Regions from separate parts of the Mus musculus genome. Here all the other regions are linked to region 1. A link is a contact called in public HiChIP or PLAC-seq and promoter capture Hi-C data. All regions are on one chromosome and are shown on one strand. The core of a region is the stretch at or near the end of the contact, and the rest is flanking DNA. Distances in the headings are between cores, read along the strand shown.

Evidence for each region. Promoter capture Hi-C pulls out the DNA fragments that hold promoters and counts their contacts. HiChIP or PLAC-seq counts read pairs in DNA pulled down with a chosen protein or histone mark.
Region 2: a contact with region 1 is called in an H3K4me3 HiChIP or PLAC-seq map of bone marrow-derived macrophages, with 4 times the contacts expected there. The contact joins the enhancer-like site here to the promoter of Slc22a18 in region 1. A contact is called at or near these places in 4 of 39 promoter capture datasets (the 3T3-L1 cell line, hippocampal neurons, macrophages and 1 more), 14 of 484 Hi-C or Micro-C datasets (the G1E-ER4 cell line, the HL-1 cell line, the HPC-7 cell line and 9 more), 3 of 115 datasets of contacts at active chromatin or transcription factors (bone marrow-derived macrophages, large pre-B cells and pancreatic cancer cells) and 3 of 9 other capture datasets (adipose tissue, liver and pancreatic islet).
Region 3: a promoter capture Hi-C map of stem cell-derived epiblast-like cells shows a contact between it and region 1, with 4 times the contacts expected there. The contact joins the promoter of Tnfrsf23 here to the promoter of Slc22a18 in region 1. A contact is called at or near these places in 11 of 39 promoter capture datasets (the 3T3-L1 cell line, the HPC-7 cell line, embryonic stem cells and 6 more), 6 of 484 Hi-C or Micro-C datasets (the G1E-ER4 cell line, the HL-1 cell line, the N1E-115 cell line and 2 more) and 2 of 9 other capture datasets (adipose tissue and macrophages).

Annotation. Positions count from the first base shown.
Region 1 is chr7:143,471,241-143,475,706 of GRCm38.p6, reverse strand. It overlaps Slc22a18 (solute carrier family 22 (organic cation transporter), member 18), which reads right to left and starts at 1,918. Exons shown (of 11, transcript NM_008767.3): 1 at 1,870-1,918.
Region 2 is chr7:143,704,699-143,709,164 of GRCm38.p6, reverse strand. It overlaps Osbpl5 (oxysterol binding protein-like 5), which reads left to right. Exons shown (of 22, transcript NM_001199227.1): 6 at 1-157; 7 at 1,735-1,819; 8 at 4,025-4,196; 9 at 4,463-4,466. Among named protein-coding and RNA genes, the nearest start is that of Tnfrsf23, 21 kb to the right of the region's middle. Within about 2 kb of position 2,209, at least 9 of the 459 cell types and tissues checked have an H3K27ac peak or open chromatin away from gene starts, as enhancers often do. A contact at or near this core is called in Th1 cells and bone marrow-derived macrophages, where this site is marked.
Region 3 is chr7:143,683,283-143,687,748 of GRCm38.p6, reverse strand. It overlaps Tnfrsf23 (tumor necrosis factor receptor superfamily, member 23), which reads left to right and starts at 1,874. Exons shown (of 6, transcript NM_024290.4): 1 at 1,874-1,967. The coding sequence starts at 1,893.

The DNA of each region.
Region 1 (4,466 bases), core at 669-3,168:
GCTCAGTTCTTCAGACCTCATTCTTGCAGAGCAGCTCAGCCTCACAGTAGTGTGTTTTCCCCCCTCCTAACTTCCTCCACGGGTGGGAACCAGATTTTGCGGCCAGTATGAGCCCCTTTGGAAGTTTTGCCTTGGGCTGGAGAGATGACTCAGCGGTTAAGAGCAGTGACTGTTCTTCCAAAGGTCCTGAGTTCAAATCCCAGCAACCACATGGTGGCTCACAACCACCTGTAACAAATTCTGACACACTCTCTCTTCTGGAGTGTCTGAAGACAGCTACTGTGTACTCACATACAATAAATAAATCTAATATATATATATATATATATATATATATAGAGAGAGAGAGAGAGAGAGAGAGAGAGAGAAAGTTATCCCTGGTTCCACCGTTAGGGCCCCACTGCCTTCGCCCGACATCCCATCAAGGGCCCCGAGCTGCACCCAGGTAGGCATCTTGGGTTCGGGTACCTGCTTTCTCCGGGAGAGAGTGGGTGTATTCCTGCTTTCTCCGGGAGAGAGTGGGTGTATTTCGGGTGGATGAGCCCTCCCAGGTGTTTCTTGATAGAGGCCCTTCCTTAGTGACCCGGAAAGGTCCCACCCCACAATAGCTTGGGTCCTCCCACTTCACCAGGGCTAGTTCTCCCGCCCCGGAGCTCGCTCCACCCACCCTGGGATCTGGGCTAGCCCGCAACACAGTCTCTGAGCATTCATTGGCCAATCAAGACACGCCTCCTGAGGCTCCCCCCCCCCCCCCACGGGGCTTGCGAGGTTCCCAGTGTTAAGCCTCAGCCCTGCCCTGGACTCTGGTTCCAAGGAAGTTGGAATTCTGACCACTCAAGCACCACAGGGTGTTCATTTAGGGTTGGAGAGTGAAGACTAGGAGAAGAAGGAGGAGGAAGAGGAGGGGGTATGGCTCTGGGATCCAGAAGAAGGGAAAGCAGAAGCCAGGAGAGGCACAGTGATACTACACTTGTGTGGGCAGTTCTTGTGCTCCAAATCTCTCTCCACTGACCAAAAGGCTTCTGGAAGCTATAGAAATGCCCCTCCCCCTGTCTGTCCTGTTCTCACATTTCTGGAGGGTCAACACTCTGGCCCTGACCAGTACTATCCATATTCATTCATCTTCAGACAGATTGATCACTGCTAGGAAACCAGACGCTCTTTTACACGCCCACCCCACCTCTCTACCTTGCAGCCGAGTAGGGTCAAGTCACAGGCCACAACATGAAAATCAGATCTCCTTTGCTGCATGCACACCCCAGCTCAGCAGATCAGAAAAGGGAGGAACTGGGACAGGGTGCCCAGGGATGCCCAGTGAGAACATGTCTCAAACTGGGCAGTTAGAGGCATGGCTATTGGCATTCTAACCAATGGATCAGGCCCAAGGCTCTGTCTGTCCCCAGGTATGTGCCGTATGCTTGGGGTAGATTCCACCTTGAAAATTGGGATGGGAGATGTGTTGCAGGTGTGGATGTTAAGTGTTCTCAGTTCCTCTGCCAAGAGGTTGTAGGAACCCATCCCAGCTCCCGGAGGGTTGGAGGAGACCCAGTTAGCCAGGGCTTCCATGAGGGATGAGAGGGAGGCTGATTATGGAAAGGAGAGGACTCTGAGGCCAGGAATCTCAGGACTCCTGGGGTCCAGAGTCCAGGCCCTTCTGAAGTCCATGGGGGTAGAAGTGAGGGATAGTTCCTGTCAGGTCAGCTCCCTGATGGGGTTAATTCTTACCTAGTGTGCAGGTGACATCTTTATTGGTGTCAGGGTTTTGGGGGCAGAGCTTGGGGGTTGAGTAAGACTGCCTCAGGATAGTTTGGGGAAGGCCAAAGGTCCTCCAGCGTTCATAATAAACAGCAATGGGAGCAGGCTACTTACCCACAAGCAGAGCTTGCAGTTGTGGGGGAACCGGCAGGCCAGGCCGAATGATTCTAGCTTTTGTGCTTGTTCTGAACAGGCTCCAGAGGGGTGGGGCACTTCCTGGTTGTGAGGGAGTGTGGTAAAATTGCCCTTCTGGCTAGAGAGGAACAGGGAACCCTAGAACCTGGGATCACCTCCTGAAGAGGAAGTAGCTTTCTCTAGGGATCAATATCACTCACATGAGGCCACTGTTCTGCCAAGGGGACCAACCCAGGCTGCTGTAGGAAGGGCTGATTCTTATCTGGAGCCAGGTTGGGAGGCAGCTTCCCAGTGGGGTCCTAAGGAGAAGCACAATGTATCAGGTGTAGGAAGGGTAAGTCAGGCAGTAAGAACAGTGTGGCAGGGCATAGGGGTGAGCTCAGGCAACTGAGAACACCTGATAGGGCTTAGACTTAGGGGGTCCTGCGGGGTTAGGGGCAAAAATAGAGGGGTGTGAGCATGGCCACAGGTGCAGAGAAAGTGACTACTGTGTGCTGGTGTTCAGGATAGCCCGGAGCTTCCCCAAGAAGAGAGATGCTGCCTATATGATTTCCTGGGCCTAATGATGTGTCTATGAAGCAGGAACCTCCTTCATCCATAACCATTGAGTACCTACTGTGTGCAGGTGACCTATTTAGTGGATATCATTTGTTTATTTTTGCCAATTTCATACATGTATACAATGTATCTTGTTTGTATGCACACTTAACTTTCTCTTCCCATTTCCCCTCTAATAACCTCCAATATACCCCTTTCTTCTTTCATTCTCTCTGTCTCTGTCTCTCTCTATTTCTCCTCTCTCTTTCACTTTAGAGTTCCGTGAGTGCCACTTGTTAGACTGTTGACTGATGCTATTGCCTTGATCTTGTTGAGGTAGCTATGGCTACAGTGAATTCCTTCCCATCCTCTGGCTCTTACAGTCTTTCTGTCCCCTGAACCTTGGAGGTCAGGTTGATGCAGATGCCCCATTTAGGGCTGAGCTGTCCACAGTCACTCATTCAGCACTGAGTTATGAATTTCTTCCTCAACTGTTGCTCACTGCAGAGAAGCTTCCCTGGCTAAGACTAAGAACAGCACTAGCCTTTGTCTACAAACGAACATTTAGAAGGGAGTTTGATGACATTCACTTAGCAAGACAACAGGAGTAGATTCCCTAGAGCCTATGACCGCCCCCCCCCCCCACGCCATATTTTGACTGAGTTCACAGTACCAGGGATGAATTTCCTGCTGTAGAGCAGGACTTGGTCCAAACCAAGAGTGATTGGTTACCCCCAGACCATTTGCACTGAATCTGCACATCTTGCTTGGTGGGTTGGTGTTGTAGCATGCAGGGTTGGCTGCTGGGTAAGACCACGGATGGCTTTTCTCTCCCTGTGGCCTGCTAAGCACCATCCAGCACTGTGAAAGCCAGCCAGCAGGCTTTCAGGCTAGTTCCGGCTGGTTTCTCTGATGTCCTGGAATCAAAATGCATTGAGCAATGGGTCTATGCCCTTTGTGTGTGTATATCCATGTATGTTGGTGCCTGTAAAGGTCTGAGGTCAATAGCAGGTATTATTGATTCCTCAGCAGCTGTCCAGTCTCACTGGGACCACAGGGATTGTCAGTCTCCACCCACCTCCACAGCACTTAAATATCAAACTGCTACTGGAAAATCACTCTCCTGATTGAATTGTTTTCCCAGCACTATGCATCTTTTTTTTTTTTTAAATTTATTATTATCATTATTTTGGTTTTTTGAGACAGGGTTTCTCTGTGTAGCCCTGGCTGTCTTGGAATTCACTCTGTAGACCAGGCTGGCCTCGAACTCAGAAATCTGCCTGCCTCTGCCTCCCAAGTGCTGGGATTAAAGGCCTGTGCCATCACTGCCCAGCAACACACAGACACTTTAAACAAGCTAATAAAAGATGCACAGTTTTAGGACTGGAGAGATGGCTCAGTGGTTAAGAGCACTGACTGCTCTTCTAGAGGTCCTGTATATTAGTGTATATTAGTTACTTCTCTATTGCCATGATAAAACACCATGAACAAGACAACTTAGGGGAAAAAAAGAGGCTATTTGGGTTTATGTTTCCAGGGGGATAACTGTCCGCCGCAGAGCTGAGGCATGGGAGCTGGGGCTGGAAGCTGAGAGTGCATGGTCTGAACTGTGAGTAGGAAGCCGAGAGCATGAACCTGAAATTATGTGAGTTCTCTCCAGCTCTCCCCCTGTGACACACTTCTCCAGGAAGGCCACGTCTCCTAAGCTTTCCTGAAACAGTATTACCAAATGGGAACCAACTACTCGAATGCCCAAGCCTATAGGCGTACATCTCATTTAAATCACCACTCTTTGACCTCCACAGGCTTTGTGGCCATATCCTAATGCAAACTTCATCCAGTCCAGCTTCAAAGGCCCCCACAGTCTCTCAGTCTCAACAGTGTTCAGGAGTCCAAAGTGTCTTCTGAGACTCAAGGCAATGTCTTAACTGTAACGCCTTGCAAAATGAAAAAAAAAAAAAGCAAATGACATACTTCCAACATACAATAACACAGAATATATATTACCATTCCAAAGGGCTGTATGGGGACACAGTGAG
Region 2 (4,466 bases), core at 960-3,459, 230 kb before region 1:
GCCAGGGGTGCTGCTCATTTACAAGACACCCAAGGTGGGCCAGTGGGTGGGCACGGTGCTGCTGCACTGCTGCGAGCTTATTGAGCGCCCCTCCAAGAAGGACGGCTTCTGCTTCAAACTCTTCCACCCGCTGGACCAGTCTGTGTGGGCTGTGAAGGTGAGCCGATCCACAGGGCATCCAGGTGGAGACTCGGGGACAACGGAGGCTTTGCCTGGGACTGCTGTCCCAAAATGGGACCCCTAGCAAGGGATCCCTGGAGGGGTGGCTATCCTCAGGCAGGCTGCTAGAAGTATGGATGAGGCACAATGAGCTATACATCAAACCCCTCATCCAGTGCTGTCTGGAGAGGAGGAAGGGACTGTCTCAGGTGTCATCCATCACCACCAGGACTGCCAGGCAGAACTGATCAGGATAGGGGTGGGTCCCCAGGAGAAATCTTGATTATATGTGGGTTTCAGAGAAACAACAAATTTTAGGGTTGTTCTGGATTTGGGATGGGGGTGAAAGACAGACTCACTATGTAGCTTTGGCAGGCCTAAAATGTATATAGACCAGGCTGGCCTCAAACTCATAGAGATCTACCTGCCTCTGCCTCCTGAGGCTGGGATTAAAGGAGTCTACTACCTTGCCCAGCTTGGGTTTTGTTGTTGGTGGTGGTGGTTTGTTGCTGTTGGTCTGGTTTTGGAGACAGGGTTTATCTTACTCTACGGCCCATCCTAACTCATGGCTCATTCTGAGGCTCAGACTTACCTACAACCTGTGGCAGCCTTCCTTCCTCATCCTTTCCGTTGCTGCAATTACAGGTATAAACCACCATGCCTGGCTGCTGCTGTTAGTTTTAAAATTAATATTCTCCCCCACTTTATAAACTATAGCTGAAAAAAACCCATTGTGGATTAAAAATACCCACTTCGCTGGGCAGTGGTGGCTCACACCTTTAATCCCAGCACTCGGGAGGCAGAGGCAGGCAGATTTCTGAATTCGAGGCCAGCCTGGTCTACAGAGTGAGTTCCAGGACACCCAGGGCTATACAGAGAAACCCTGTCTCGAAAAACCAAAACAAAAAAAACAAAAAAATACCCACTTCAAAAAATGAATTAACATGACCGACCTGGCACAGTGCGGCCTTCTTCAGCGCTCTGAGGATACTCGTATCACACAAGGTTGGGCAGCACTTGGGTTGGAGGCAGGAGGATCAGAGGTTCAAAACCATCTTCAGCTACATAGAAAGTTCCAGGCCAGCCTAGGCTGCAGAGTGAGCATAGCCCTGCCTCTAAACAAACTATCTGAAAAACCAAAAATGGGAAAAATAAAACTGTTTTATATGAACATTCTGACTGTTTACATTTATTCCAACCTGACCATGATAGGTCAGACCTTTAATCCTGGCACTCCAGAGGCAGAGGCAGGCAGATCTCTATGAGTTTAAGGTCTAGTCTAATCTACATGGCAAGTTACTGGCCAGCCATAACCATGCAGTAAGATCTTGTCTCAAAAACAAAACAAAAGGAAACACATTTATTCCAAGTAAGACAAATTTACTTACACTAAACTGCCCTTCACTGTCTCGCTGAAGTTAAAATTCAACTGTGAGTCCAGGATTCGCCTTAGGCGAATTATTAGCCATAATTGAGAAGCTAAGTGGAAGGAAAGGCTTCTGATTAGAAGGGATAAAGAGTGTACCACAGCCTTCCTGGCCCAGTGCCTGACCCTGCAGATCTCTGTCTCTCCAGGGCCCCAAAGGCGAGAGTGTGGGCTCCATCACTCAGCCCCTCCCTAGCAGCTACCTGATCTTCAGGGCCGCTTCTGAATCAGACGGTAAGTGCTACCTGTCCTGTTTCTCCCTCCCCAGGGTCCCCTAGAGTCAGACACAGACTGAGCCTACCTTACAGTGATACCCCTCTCTCAGCTAAGCCTCAGATTTCCCACAGATTAAGTGGGACTAGCCACACTTGTCAGCCCAATGCTATAGGAATCCCAGGGCTGTATGGAAGCAAGCAAGTGACAGTTGTGAATTTAATAGGTAAATTAAGTCACAGGCAGCCTAGAGGTATTCTGGCAAAAATAGGCTACAGATATTAATGTGGGCTTCCCCGAGTCCCAGATTCTCTGAACTAGGTAACAGAATCCAAGCAGCAGCCCCATTCTTAGAAGTCCTTCAAGTGACAGCTTCTAGCCAGGCTGTGGCTCCTTAACAAAGCCTCAGGACTGCACCCCCTGCTGGAAGTCCAAGGCCCTGACAACTAGGATCCAACTGTCCAGACTTGGAATCCTGCAGATAGCTTAACTGCTGGTGCTATGGTGCCTCCTGGTGGTCAAAAGTTGCATTCACACGCCCTCATACGTTGTTTTGACTGTTGTTCACTCATTCTGTCATTGAACCTGCTGGGCTCTAGGGTAAACAGGCAACCTATGCCCTCACAGAGCCTGCACACGTTGGGGGTCTGTGACCAGTAAGCCAGCCACCAGATGACAAGTCAGAGCTGAATCCCTGATTGTCAGGGGGCCACAGTCAAGGAAGAATGTTACCTGCATACCATGTATATCAGGATCGGCTTCCTGCAAGAAGAGGCAAAGAATTTCAAATGGTTCCCAAAGGCTGTGTAACATTCAGGATGTCAAGTCTTTTGTGGCAGCCACAAAATGCACATTTGGGCCCTAAGTCTAATTCTACAACCAGCTCTCATCCTGGGTTGCATAACCTCCAGAACCCACTCACTGTCCTTACAAATGTCCAGCCTCACAGGAGGTAGCACTGTGCTCAAACCAAGCCTACAGTAAGTCCAAGATCTCAAATATCCCTCAGCAAGAGGGGCAGCTCCAGGGTACCAGGTGGGTTCCCATGAATGTCCCAGTGTAGCCTCAGGGGCTCTCAAACAAAAGTCTCTGCAGCTTTAAGTTAGGGAAAGAAATCCACACTTCCCAAGGACACCCAGCATGCAAGCTTAGGAATCAAGAACTTCATCTTACCTTGAGCTGGGACCCTCACTCATGAGTCCTTTGGGCATGCATGGTATCATTTATAGATGACTCTGAGGCGTGGACGGAAGCGCTGCTGTTAGTGATCACACTGAGACATTGGTGTCACCTGCATGGGTCCCTCTCCCCCATAGCTCTTAACAGTGCCCTCCTATCACCCCGCCACACCCCTGAGAACAGTGGTATGACACAGGTCTAACCCAAGTTCTACACTCATGCACACACACTGTCACAAAGCAAGCAGAACCTCAGGGCCAAAGCAGAGGCCCTGCCCTGTCTGTCATCCCCTCCCCCACTATCCCTCAGCCCTAACTATCTCTTGCTACCTCTTGAAGTTACCTGGTCAGTGACTTTTCACTAGCACGTAAGACCCCTGCCCAGCCTCTGCCCTCCTGATGTCTATCCTACACTGTGTCAACCCCAAGGACATACACATGTGTATGCACATTCCCAGAGCTGTTGACTCACTCCAAGGCCTGGCAGGCCCAACAAGATATATCTCAAGTCTTCAGGGTCCTGATGTGAAATTGAGGTTTAAACAGAGGGCAGGAGGAGTACAGAGCTAAGAATCCTAGTCAGGGTGTGGTCCTGCCCATCACTGTCTCAGCGCCAATCTCTCCTGCAATCTCTGACACGTTCTCAGAACTCCGTGGGGTCTCTAAGAGACAAGCTCCCCTCTGTCTGTCCCCAGACTTCAGCCCTTCTCTCCCCCAGCGTGAGACTCCTGGGGCAATTCCAATGCCTTGGGGTCCACTGTTTCAATAGTCTAATGGCCAAAGGGAGGGCACACCTGTCTCTTTAGTACATATTCATTCCTGCCAGGATGGCTACATGCAAGGCTGGGGTCTGTGGAGGAGGCAGATCTTTAACTTGGCCCTAGTGAGGTGGAGTAAGGTGTGGGACTAGAAGTTTCATGACTAAAGGGCAGGGTTCCTTGGCTGGAGATTGGTTTTGGAAGGCTATTTCAGACAACAGGCAGATTAAGGTTCCTTGGTGGGGAAATAGAAGGGAAGCCACCCACCAGTCTCCCTCTGTGCCCCTTAGGCCGCTGCTGGCTAGATGCCCTGGAGCTGGCCCTTCGCTGCTCCAGCCTCCTGCGACTGAGCACGTGCAAGCAGGGTCGAGATGGGGAGCAGGGGTCCTCGCCTGATGCCTCTCCCTCTTCTCTCTACGGACTGCCCACCTCGGCCACCATCCCAGATCAAGACCTGTTCCCGTGAGTGAACGGGGTGAGAGGTGATCAGCATGGTGTCCCCTAAGCAGCAGGAGATGGGTCAGCTGGAGTGATGGACTTGTTCTTTCCGGTGGGAACCAGTCTTTGCATCCTTACTGATAAACAGGAGCAGTGGTGCAAATACAGGTCACGTAGTGTTAGGCAGTGTGCAACTTCCCTGCAGGAAAAGAGGCTGGGTACCCAGGTGGGTGTCCTAGGTCCTAGGTGTTGCCTGGAATTGGGGGCCCACTGGCATTTCTACTCTCCAGGCTG
Region 3 (4,466 bases), core at 625-3,124, 210 kb before region 1:
AGAAGATTCTCCTGGTATTGAATGAGTCCAACTCTTCCATTGTGGGCACCCTTCATCTCTGCAGGAAGACCATCAAGGGTCACTGGGCTCATGAGAATGTCACCCAACTGCTTTGAACCATTAGGGGCTTCCTGGAACAGTATGACATCCCACTATCCCACCTTAAAGAGCAAGGGTAGAGATGGCTGGAGAGATGACACAGCCAATAAGAGGATATGCTGTTCTTGCAGAGAACACCAGTTTGATCTCCAGACTCATATCAGGCAGATTACAGCCATGTGTATCTCCAGCTATTGGAGATATGTCACCTCGAGCCTCTGGAGGCACCTGTGCGCATGGACACGCACGCGCGCGCACACACACACACACACACACACACACACATGCACACACACACATTTTAAAATAAATGTTTTAAAGGAGCAAAGGGCAGAGGGCAGAGAAGGACCTGGAGCACAAATATCTAGCCCAGGGTAGACAGGCCTCTTCCTTTCACCTCCCCTCCACCTACAGTGTGGGACAAGGCAGATCTGTAAACTGTATGCAGAAAAGGAAAGCCACTAGCCTCCCCCTGCTCCCGAGCTACTCAGAGACTGGTGGGACAACAGCATCCACAAGTGCACAGTCCTCTCCTCTTCCCTTCCTCTACTTTCCCTCTGCTTCCCAAGGGTGAGGGACAGTTCAGCGTGTTGAACTAACCAAACTTTCTAAACACTTGTTTGTGTTTTGATTTGGTTTACTCCTGAGCAGACACCAGCCTGAGGGAAGACAAGAAATAGAAGAGCATCAGGCTGGCCAAGGAATTGGCCCCTCCCACTCCCCAGCCTAGGTGAGGGCAGATGGGCACAGGCTCCACTCCCTGGCCCTAGGGAGAGAGGCAAGAGATGAATTAAAGAGTACCAGGTGCCTGGAGCCAGGCTCCTCTTCTTTGGGGCAGCCATTGAAATCCAGGTCTCTGAGTCCTCCCTCATTTTAAAGAGGAAGTGGCATTTGGAAGGGAGATGGATGGGGCTGGTAGTGGGCCACTTTTTCGAATACCTGGAGGGGGCGGGTGGAACAGATGAACCAACCCAAGTTCCCTAGAGAAATAAGCATTCTACTTCCTGTGTTAGACTAGTAGACTTGGCTTAAATGTCCTGTGTCCCATGAGCTTGGATTGGCACACACAGTGGAGCTAAACACAGTGAAAGGAAGAAGAGGTGAGGGACTCACAGTCCAGGGATGTTCATACAGCCCTCCTCCCCCGACACACCCCCCCCAACCCCAGCACTGGAAGAGTGCCTACGAGTCCTGGATATTTTGAGGTCCTCAGAGTCAGCGAGTCCCACACAGCCCCTCAGACTCTGACAGTGAAGCCTTCAGCTGCTGCTCCAGACCATTGACCAGTGAACACTCACAGGAAAGCTACAGGGATAGAGTTACTTCAAACTTCCCCATGTTGAGCTAAGACAGTGTGTGTTGTAGCTTATCTTCCTCTTTTTGTTTGTTGCTTTTGAGAAGGTTTACAGTCTGCTGCAGTCTGACTTTTATAACGATTCCAGCTCTAGTTCATGCCTCTCCCTCCACTCAGGTCCAGGAAAATTTTTAATTAACTTATAATAAAGAGCAGTATACTGTAATGGAAAACAAACGAAGGCAGAGAATTCGACTTTAGCTTGCTGCTTATAACAAATATGATTCTGTTAATAACGTCACAGGCATTTAAAATTACTGTATTTATAGAAAACTAGATATTACTGAGCACTGATGGTGGTGGGAAGGCAAGAGTGGTGGCGCTGGACCCGCCCACGAGATTAGGCAACCATACAGAAACCAATCCGCTGACAAGAGGCGTGGCCACCAGCTTGAAATAGAGCTCCTCCAGCTGAGTGACACCATGCTAGCTCACAGCCATGGTTACCTTCAGCCACGTCTCCAGTCTGAGTCACTGGTTCCTCTTGCTGCTGCTGCTGAATCTGTTCTTGCCGGTGAGTAGATATGGCCCTGCGGAGCTGAGATTCGCGCTGGGCACCGGATCCCCGGGCTGCAGAGGAAAGCTACTGCGGGCGGTGAATTGGCTCTTCCGCCAGGGTCAGCCTTGGCACCGCCAACCAACTCCTCAGAACTTCGTCCAGAGTTAAGTGGTCCAGAGTTGGGGAATTGTGGAGGTGAAGCAGAGGCAGGGGAATGGCCAAGCGGGTAGCCAGAGAAAGTGTGTCCGGTTGGTCCCTGAGCTCCCGGACAAGACGGACACGCCTCTCCTCGCTTTCTCATCTGAAAGCGGTCCTTCCGAAGGTGACTCGGGAAAGTGCCATTGCGGACTGCAGTGGCCCGCGCGACTGTGCGCCTTGGGTGGGTCCGGCCCGGCTCGTCTTGGGGTGTAGTACTAACTACTACAAAAGGATCTGTGTGGAAGGCCTGGCTATGCCTTTCCTGGGCCTTTCGGGTCTCTGCTAAGTTCGTCCCGAGATCGCTTCTTGTCTCTTTAATCTTAAACTGCAGTTAAACCTAAGTTAGTGGGCAGCCTGATCTACATAAGGAGTCTCAGAACAGCCAGAACTACACACAGAAAGGCTGAAAACCAAAACAAACTAACGGAAAAAAAAAACCCAAAAAAACCAAACAAATAAAAAAAAAAACCAAAACCAACCAAACAACCAAACAAAAAACCTAGACAATCCTGTAAATGACATTTTAGTTACAGCCAACTTAATTTTATGTCAATTTTCTCTCATAAGAGTCTTCAAACCCAAAAATAGGCAGAAAAAGGTTTATGTTTTATAACCTGTAAGGATATCCATTTTCTAACACATTCAGATCTTTAGTTATAACAACAACAACAACAACAAAATAACCCTTAGATTGTTCTAAGATAGTATCTGAGCAGTCAGAGACCACTTACATGTAATCAGCATTTCTTTAAACCATCTAGGAGCTGGTTAATAGTAATTCTTTGCTAGCTGCTGGTGAGCAGCTTTCACAGAAATGGACCTAGAGGGCATCCAGCTTCCCTGGGAATCTCCTGGGCAAGGGGCCAGAGGATATGCAACTCAGAGGTGACTTCAAAGTTCCCAGCACTTTGAGGGACTTCGAACATATTTCACAGGCAGGTTTCACATGGGATGGCCCTTGACCCTGAAATCTCTTCCCATCCCTATTAGGGCTCTGGGGCTCCATGCCTGCCCAGGCACCGCCTGAAAAGTGGTGCATTTTGTCGTCCAGAAATCCCCAGAAACAATCTAGACAATATTAGGCTGTTTTTGTTTTTGTTGTTGTTTTAAGGTTGTTGTAAAGAAAAAATGGTGATCGTCTCAAATAATGCCACAAAAAGAAGGTACTCCAAAGAAAGACTGAGGGTGAGCTGGGCGGGGTAGTGCACGCCCTTAATTCTAGCAATTGAGAGACGAGGTAGACATGTTTGTGAATTTGGGTTTAGTCTGATCTTTATAGTGAGTTCTAGAACAGCCAGACTGTGTATGAGACACTGTCCTGTAAAAGTCAAAAATAAAAATAAAAGACTGAAGATAACATCTCTTTCAAGAATATTTTTTAAAAAGACTATCCTCAAAGAATATTGAAATTTTAAAAAATAGGGTATGTGTGTAGATTTTTGGTCTTTTGAGACAGGATTTCTCTGTGTAGCTCTGACTGTCCTGGAATTTGCTCTGTAGACCAGGCTGGCCTTGAACTCAGAGGTCTGCCTGCTGGAATTAAAGACATGGGCTGTGAAGATATCCTACTAAATCCACTGTCTAACCTGTGGTCATGTCCTTCCTAAGTGTAAGTACAGGTGAAGCAGGCCATCTCCAAGGGGTAAAATAGTATTGCCTTCAGGGCAGTGATGAAGTGTCAGCTTCAACATATAATAATGGTGACGATGAATCAAGATGAAGGTATTGAACCTAGGAACCCTAAAAAGAAGACTCCTGCCTGGCGAGTTAAGGGCAGAATTCCTGACAAAATAAATGGGCAGAGAATACCAGAAAGATAGAGATAGATAGATAGATAGATAGATAGATAGATAGATACATAGATACATAGATATATAGATACATAGATACGTAGATACATAGATACATAGATATAGATAGATAGACAGACACAGACAGACAGACGGACAGAAGACAGATACATACATACATACACACACACACAAACACACGGACAGAGAGAGAGAGAGAGAGAGAGAGAGAGAGAGAGAGATCCTATCTATGAACCAGGAAAATCCTGTGGCCAAGGAATTTCTCCTGAAGGCTGGACAACACTGGCTAGCTATGAGATCAGAACACAGTGGTAAGGATGAATGATGATGGCTCCCACAAATGTATAGATGGGCCCTAAGGGTTGATGCTGTGGAGAATTTTTTTCCAGAGTGTGTACCATAAAAATGCAAATATAAAGAAGTGAGCCTCAGTGCTCATTTTTTTTGTAAAGAGCTCAAGTGACTAGAGTAGTAAGTATATTAATATCTCCATTTAACAGATGAG